Regions from separate parts of the Sus scrofa genome. Here region 1 is linked to region 2. Evidence: chromatin contacts called from public Hi-C data. All regions are on one chromosome and are shown on one strand. Each heading gives the region's core, a stretch centred on a gene start, on an enhancer-like site or on the middle of the called end of the contact. The rest is flanking DNA. Distances are from core to core; before and after follow the strand shown. Region 1 overlaps TJP1 (tight junction protein ZO-1). Region 2 overlaps TJP1 (tight junction protein ZO-1).

The links. Hi-C and Micro-C count contacts between places; a contact is called where the count stands out from the background.
Region 1: a Hi-C map of omental adipose tissue shows a contact between it and region 2, with 1.9 times the contacts expected there. The contact joins two enhancer-like sites. A contact is called at or near these places in 7 of 47 Hi-C or Micro-C datasets (alveolar macrophages, embryonic fibroblasts, fibroblasts and 3 more) and 1 of 2 datasets of contacts at active chromatin or transcription factors (skeletal muscle).

Annotation. Positions count from the first base shown.
Region 1 is chr1:145,165,633-145,168,332 of Sscrofa11.1, forward strand. All of the region lies in intron 2 of TJP1 (tight junction protein ZO-1), which reads right to left. Among named protein-coding and RNA genes, the nearest start is that of TJP1, 29 kb to the right of the region's middle. Within about 2 kb of position 1,334, at least 4 of the 83 cell types and tissues checked have an H3K27ac peak or open chromatin away from gene starts, as enhancers often do. A contact at or near this core is called in omental adipose tissue, where this site is marked.
Region 2 is chr1:145,061,988-145,064,687 of Sscrofa11.1, forward strand. The region is part of intron 2 of TJP1 (tight junction protein ZO-1); the gene reads right to left. Among named protein-coding and RNA genes, the nearest start is that of SEH1L, 12 kb to the right of the region's middle. Within about 2 kb of position 1,409, at least 1 of the 83 cell types and tissues checked has an H3K27ac peak or open chromatin away from gene starts, as enhancers often do. A contact at or near this core is called in omental adipose tissue, where this site is marked.

The DNA.
Region 1 (2,700 bases), core at 84-2,583, 100 kb after region 2:
GCCCTTAGAAAAAGAGAGGGCAAAATCAGAGTTCCCATTGTGGCTCATTGGGTTGAGAACCCAGACTAGTATCCGTGAGGATGTGGCTTCCATCCCTGGCCTCACTCAGCGGGTTAAGGATCCAGCATTGCCATGAACTATGGTGTAGGTCACAGGCACGGCTTGGATCCAGAGTTGCTGTTGCTGTTGCTGTGGCTTGTAGAGTAGGCTGGCAGCTGCAGCTACAATTCAACCCCTAACCTGGGAACTTCCATACGCCACCGGTGTGGCCTTAAAAATAAACAAAAAAGAGAGACAGAGACAGAGAAGGAGGGAGGGAGGAAGGGAGCAAAATCAGAGCAGTTAGGATACTGTGGAGAGAATCAGGATACTGATTCTGAGAATTTCAAGAAGAGGATTATTGCTCATCTGTCAAATCCTGTAAAGAAGTTAAGGAGAATGAGTGAAGAAAAGGTAACCGAAAGAGCTGTGGTGAAAATATCAGATTACCAGGAATGCAGAGAAAACAGGAGAGAAAGATGTGTGTGGACCATACAGCCCACAAATCTGGTAGGAAAGAGGAGGTAATGAATCACTGGAAGCTTCTGCAAGACTGCACAAATCTGCTGAACTCTCAGGAGAGAGACCCCATCCACTGAGAGACTGGGGATGTGGGAAGAAAGAAGGAAAGGAGGACACAAGGGCCCGAAGGCAGCAGGAGGGAGAGGATGTGTGAAAGAGGAACAGGGGAAAGGTGTGGTGTCACCAAAGAGATGTGCCCAAGCTGAGGATGGGAGGAGGAACCTCAAGCCAAGTAAACTTGGTAATTTTACCACCAAGATGGGAGACAGGACAAAATTCTACTTAAATCAGGAAGCATCCCTATTAAGCTCTATCTGAGAACATACTAAATATACAAAAAAAAAAAAAAAAAGAAAGAAAGAAAGAAAAGAAAAAAAATCCCTCATGTCTTTATTTCAAGTCACTCATGGCACAAGAACCACGATTTGAGAGAAATTTCATAAAAACTGATGCTAATGGGAATTTTTAAAACTAGCTAACCACAACACAAATGACTGAGAAGCTCTTGCTTCTTTCACAGGAGGATACTGATTTATGTTAATATTATTTGAGCGTACTGGTGAACGCTACACGTAATGAATGTTTCTGTGCTACACAGTCAACTGCATAATTGCTAGTTTCGGATACAAAATTAAAAGCAAAACAATTCAAGGTGAAATAACCCAACCCATGTTTTCCTAAACATCTGTGATTAAACCAGGAATGTGATGATTCACGGTTCTCTGTTAAGTTATACCAAGGTGGCTCCCAGTAACAGGGCTGGGCTGTCACAGGGATCTTCCCAACGCCCTCCACATCCTCTGTACCCCTCTCCTCCGCTGCCAAAAGTCAGCCCCACCCAGAATGACGCCAGGTTAAAACGCTATTGTAGACACCCCTGGGCCATAAAGCCAACAAACTGGAGAAACAAGAATGCTTACTCTTTAATGACTCCTTAAAAAAAGATCTAAAATGTATGAATAACTAAATTTAAAAAAGAACGTTTACCTTCTAAGTATATACACAACTAAAGCTTTCAAGTGAAATATTTGGAACTTCTAAAGCGTTTTCAACTTCAAATAAAACATTTATTAGAGGTAAAAGCTAATTAGCTTTATTATAAAGAGTGTGTGAAGTTCCGATGTGATTTGAGGACATAAATAAAGCCTGCAAAGATTTTCATTTGCCTGTGGATTTACAAAATGTTCAATAATTCTAATTTCTGAAATAGCTGTTATCTTCCTATAGGTTATGATAAATCAGTAAGCTCAGGTGGTCTCTGAGGTAATATCAAATCAATGCCATCAGACGGAACCTCTGAGAAGTGTCTAGAGAATGAGCTTCAGAAACAGAATACTGTGCCCACACCCTTCCACATTCCATGGATGTTTCTTCTATTTACCTACTCACACCCCCAGCAACACTACAGATCTCCTAACATCATTTAATTCTCCAATTAGTTGAAACCATTTTTCTCTTCTTTCAGAGGTTCATTATTCTCAAATTTCTCCCCCAATTTTGTTCAATTTTAAACTCTATATTAACTCTATATAAACCTCTGTATTAACCTTTAGTCACCTCCTCTGCTTTGGTTATCAGTTAAGGACTCAATTCTCTAAGCCCCTCTCTTCCAGCAATTATTGTCAGGCATTTTCTTAAAATTCTTGTCTCCAGTGAAGTGCTGTTGGCTTTGTAAGGCCTTATGGAGCAGCACTAATGTGATCAGGAAAGGACGGTCAGGAACTGCTCTTTCACCACCACCAAAAAACTTCGAAATTCCCAGCTTTACCTGTTCTGGAAGGACCTCGACCTCCACTCCATTTCAATAGTCCACTCCCAAAGACACACTTGGTCTTGGTGCCACTGTTCCCAACTTGAACCCAGTACTCAAGGCAAAGCGCCTAAATTCTGTACCAAGTCCTCAGCCTCCCCAACCCCTTCTGATTTCCCTTCCATGTATCATCAGTCTAGTCCCAGGGGCCATCATTTCCATTATCCTCTTGACTTTAATCTCAACTCTCCCCTCCCCTTGTCCATCTTGCACAGAATGGGCCACACCTGCTCCACACTGTTGCCCCCAAGCTGCTTCAAAAAAGCAGTTATCAGATACCCTCTGCACACCATGTACAAAGGAAGTAACAAGTATACAACCTTAAACAG
Region 2 (2,700 bases), core at 159-2,658:
AATGAAGAGTTTATCCACTGAGCACTCCCAAAATGTTCAAATTATACCATAACTTTAATGCATACATATGGATGTGGTTATAGCTCCTCTAGATAAATTTTATGGGAAGAAATAAAAGCAAAATTGAGATTCTCATTTAGAATTACAATAAAGCTTAACCAAGAATCTTTCAATTGCACAGACTATTTTATTTCTCATCATTTTATGCAATCTGAATAGGAAACTGAAAAACCACAACACTTATGAGACAACTTCCTGTGGGATTTTTGGTGTCTGTGGCGCAGACTGAAAAAAAAACTATGTGTGCAAAATCTTTATAAATCTTAGAACAATTTATTTAAACCGCTGTGCCCAGACAAACAACTTTATCCATACCCACATTTTCTATAAGTATGTTTCCATTACGAAAAAAAAAAAATCTTTAGAAAAGCGTATGTGTTATTTTTAGTATGAGCTGTGAGTTTACACATGAAACACAAAGGGGAAATAAAGCTCCCGTGGCAGAAAATGAGACAATCTAGATAATTTTACAGAAGAAAATATATATACAAAATACTAGAATTAGGAGAACGTTATCAAAGTATTGTTACAACAAAATAAATAATTCCAATCTAACTCTTGTGCCATATTTTTAAAAACTGTATAAATTGCTTCAGTTTTCTTCTGCCAGTAAAGGTGTATGACACCCTTTAAATAAGGAAAAGCTTTTTTTTGTTTGTTTTTTGCTTTTTAGGGCTGCATTTGCAACATACAGAGGTTCCCAGGCTAGGGTCAAATCAGAGCTATAGCTGCCAACCTACGCCACAGCCACAGCAATGCCAGATCTGAGCTGTGTCTTCAACCTACACCACAGCTCACAGCAACACCAGACCCTTAGCCCACTGAGCAAGGCCAGGGATAGAACCTGCAATCTCATGGTTCCTAGTCAGATTTGCTTCCGCAGCACCATGACAGGAACTCCAGGAAAAGCTCTTTAAGGCTCATAAAGTTTCTAGGTTTCACAGATCAGTAACATTTCAAAAAAAAAATTTAGGGGTACAATATAGGATGACCAGATTTTAATCTTATTTTATTTTGCAAAGTAAAGACATTTAAAAACAAACATTATGGGAGTTTATGATATAAAATGTAAATTTTATATCAAAGGTTTTGCCACACACAAAAAAACTAAAAGAATGTTACTATCACCAACATAATTTCATTTTTTAAAAGGGCATGTAGGAGTTCCCATTGTGGCTCAGCAGAAACGAATCTGACTAGGATCCGTGGGGACATAGTTTCGATCCCTGGTTAAGGATCTGGCGTTGCTGTGAGCTGTGGTATTGGTCACAGATGCAGCTCAGATCCCATGTTGCTGCGGCTGTGGCGTAGGCCAGCAGCTACAGTTCTGGGAACCTCCATATGCCATGGGTATGACCCTAAAAAGACAAAGGAAAACAACAACAACAACAAAAGGATATGTAAACACTAAAAACAAGGCATTTTTTATTCAGTTCAAAATAAAGTATAGTCTTTCCTAAGAAGAGTTCCTCCTAAGGAAGAAGGGGGCCATCCTGCCTCTGCCTAGGGCTTTCTCTTTTTAGGGTCCTGAATGTCACACAACCAGGCAGAATGGAAACTCCTTAATTCCATGGGATCCATGACTTAGCTGGACTGTAGGTCAAGCCTCTGACTCATTTCTCCTTCACAGCTTCTGCATCCCATCTTCTACACTCTCCTAATGATCCCTCAAAGACCCCCTCCCCAGCCCAAGCAAATAATTCACAGAGAAAAAAAGAAACTAAGGAATGGAAACTCCTTTCCCTTCCTGCCAAATATGACACACCTACCTTAAACATATGCTTTTCTTCTCTCTTTCCCTCCCCCCTGGGCTGGGAATCCCATCTGGGGGATGCCCCCTCCCCACCCCAATCCCTTCTGTCTGGCCATCATCTTTGTCCTCGCTCAGGTATAAGAGTCTACCTCTCTGAATTCAAGCTTCCCCTAGTGTCTCCCATCTTAAAAAGAGAGGAAAAAAGAAAAACAAAAATGTAAAATCCTGACCCCACCCAGGCTACCTTCAAAGGTGTGCCAGCAGTTGGGGCATGTGCCCTGCAGTAATGTCTTGACTTTATGAATTTACTCTGGATTTATGCTTTTTAAGTCAGGGTCAAGGGACAACGGAGACACACTGGGGACCTGGAGCCTCAAATCACATTGGTTCTGTCCCCTGTGCCTCCCTGGGGAGTGCTGCCATTTCCATGACTCCTGAATCCTGGCCCTCTGTCCCTGACAGTGATCCAGTGAGATCTAAGAGCCTGGATGGCAGGCAGCACCATTTCCCACCTTGGCAGGGGAGCTTCTCTTTTGGCCCCCATTCAGGCACCAAGCCTTCCCAGCATGGAGGTTTAAGGATCTTAGGTGGCTGCGGGTTGCTACAGGCTGCAGCAGCAGGCGAGGAGCTTGACTTCCCCAGACCTTGTGCATAGCCAGGGCATCTGGGTCAGGCGGCTTGTGACAAAAGGGTTCTGGTAGGCCTAGCAGGCAAATGGGACCCCCAGAACCCCTGAGGGACTGTTCTGCCTGTGATTATTCCCAGGTCCAAGGCTGTTCCCCCATCTGTCCCTGTTTGGGGTCCTCTCTCCTCCAGACCTTTCTAAGTCTGCCTGTAATTATGTCTTCTGGCCAGCTTAAGGGACAAACTCCGGAGACAAACCAGGA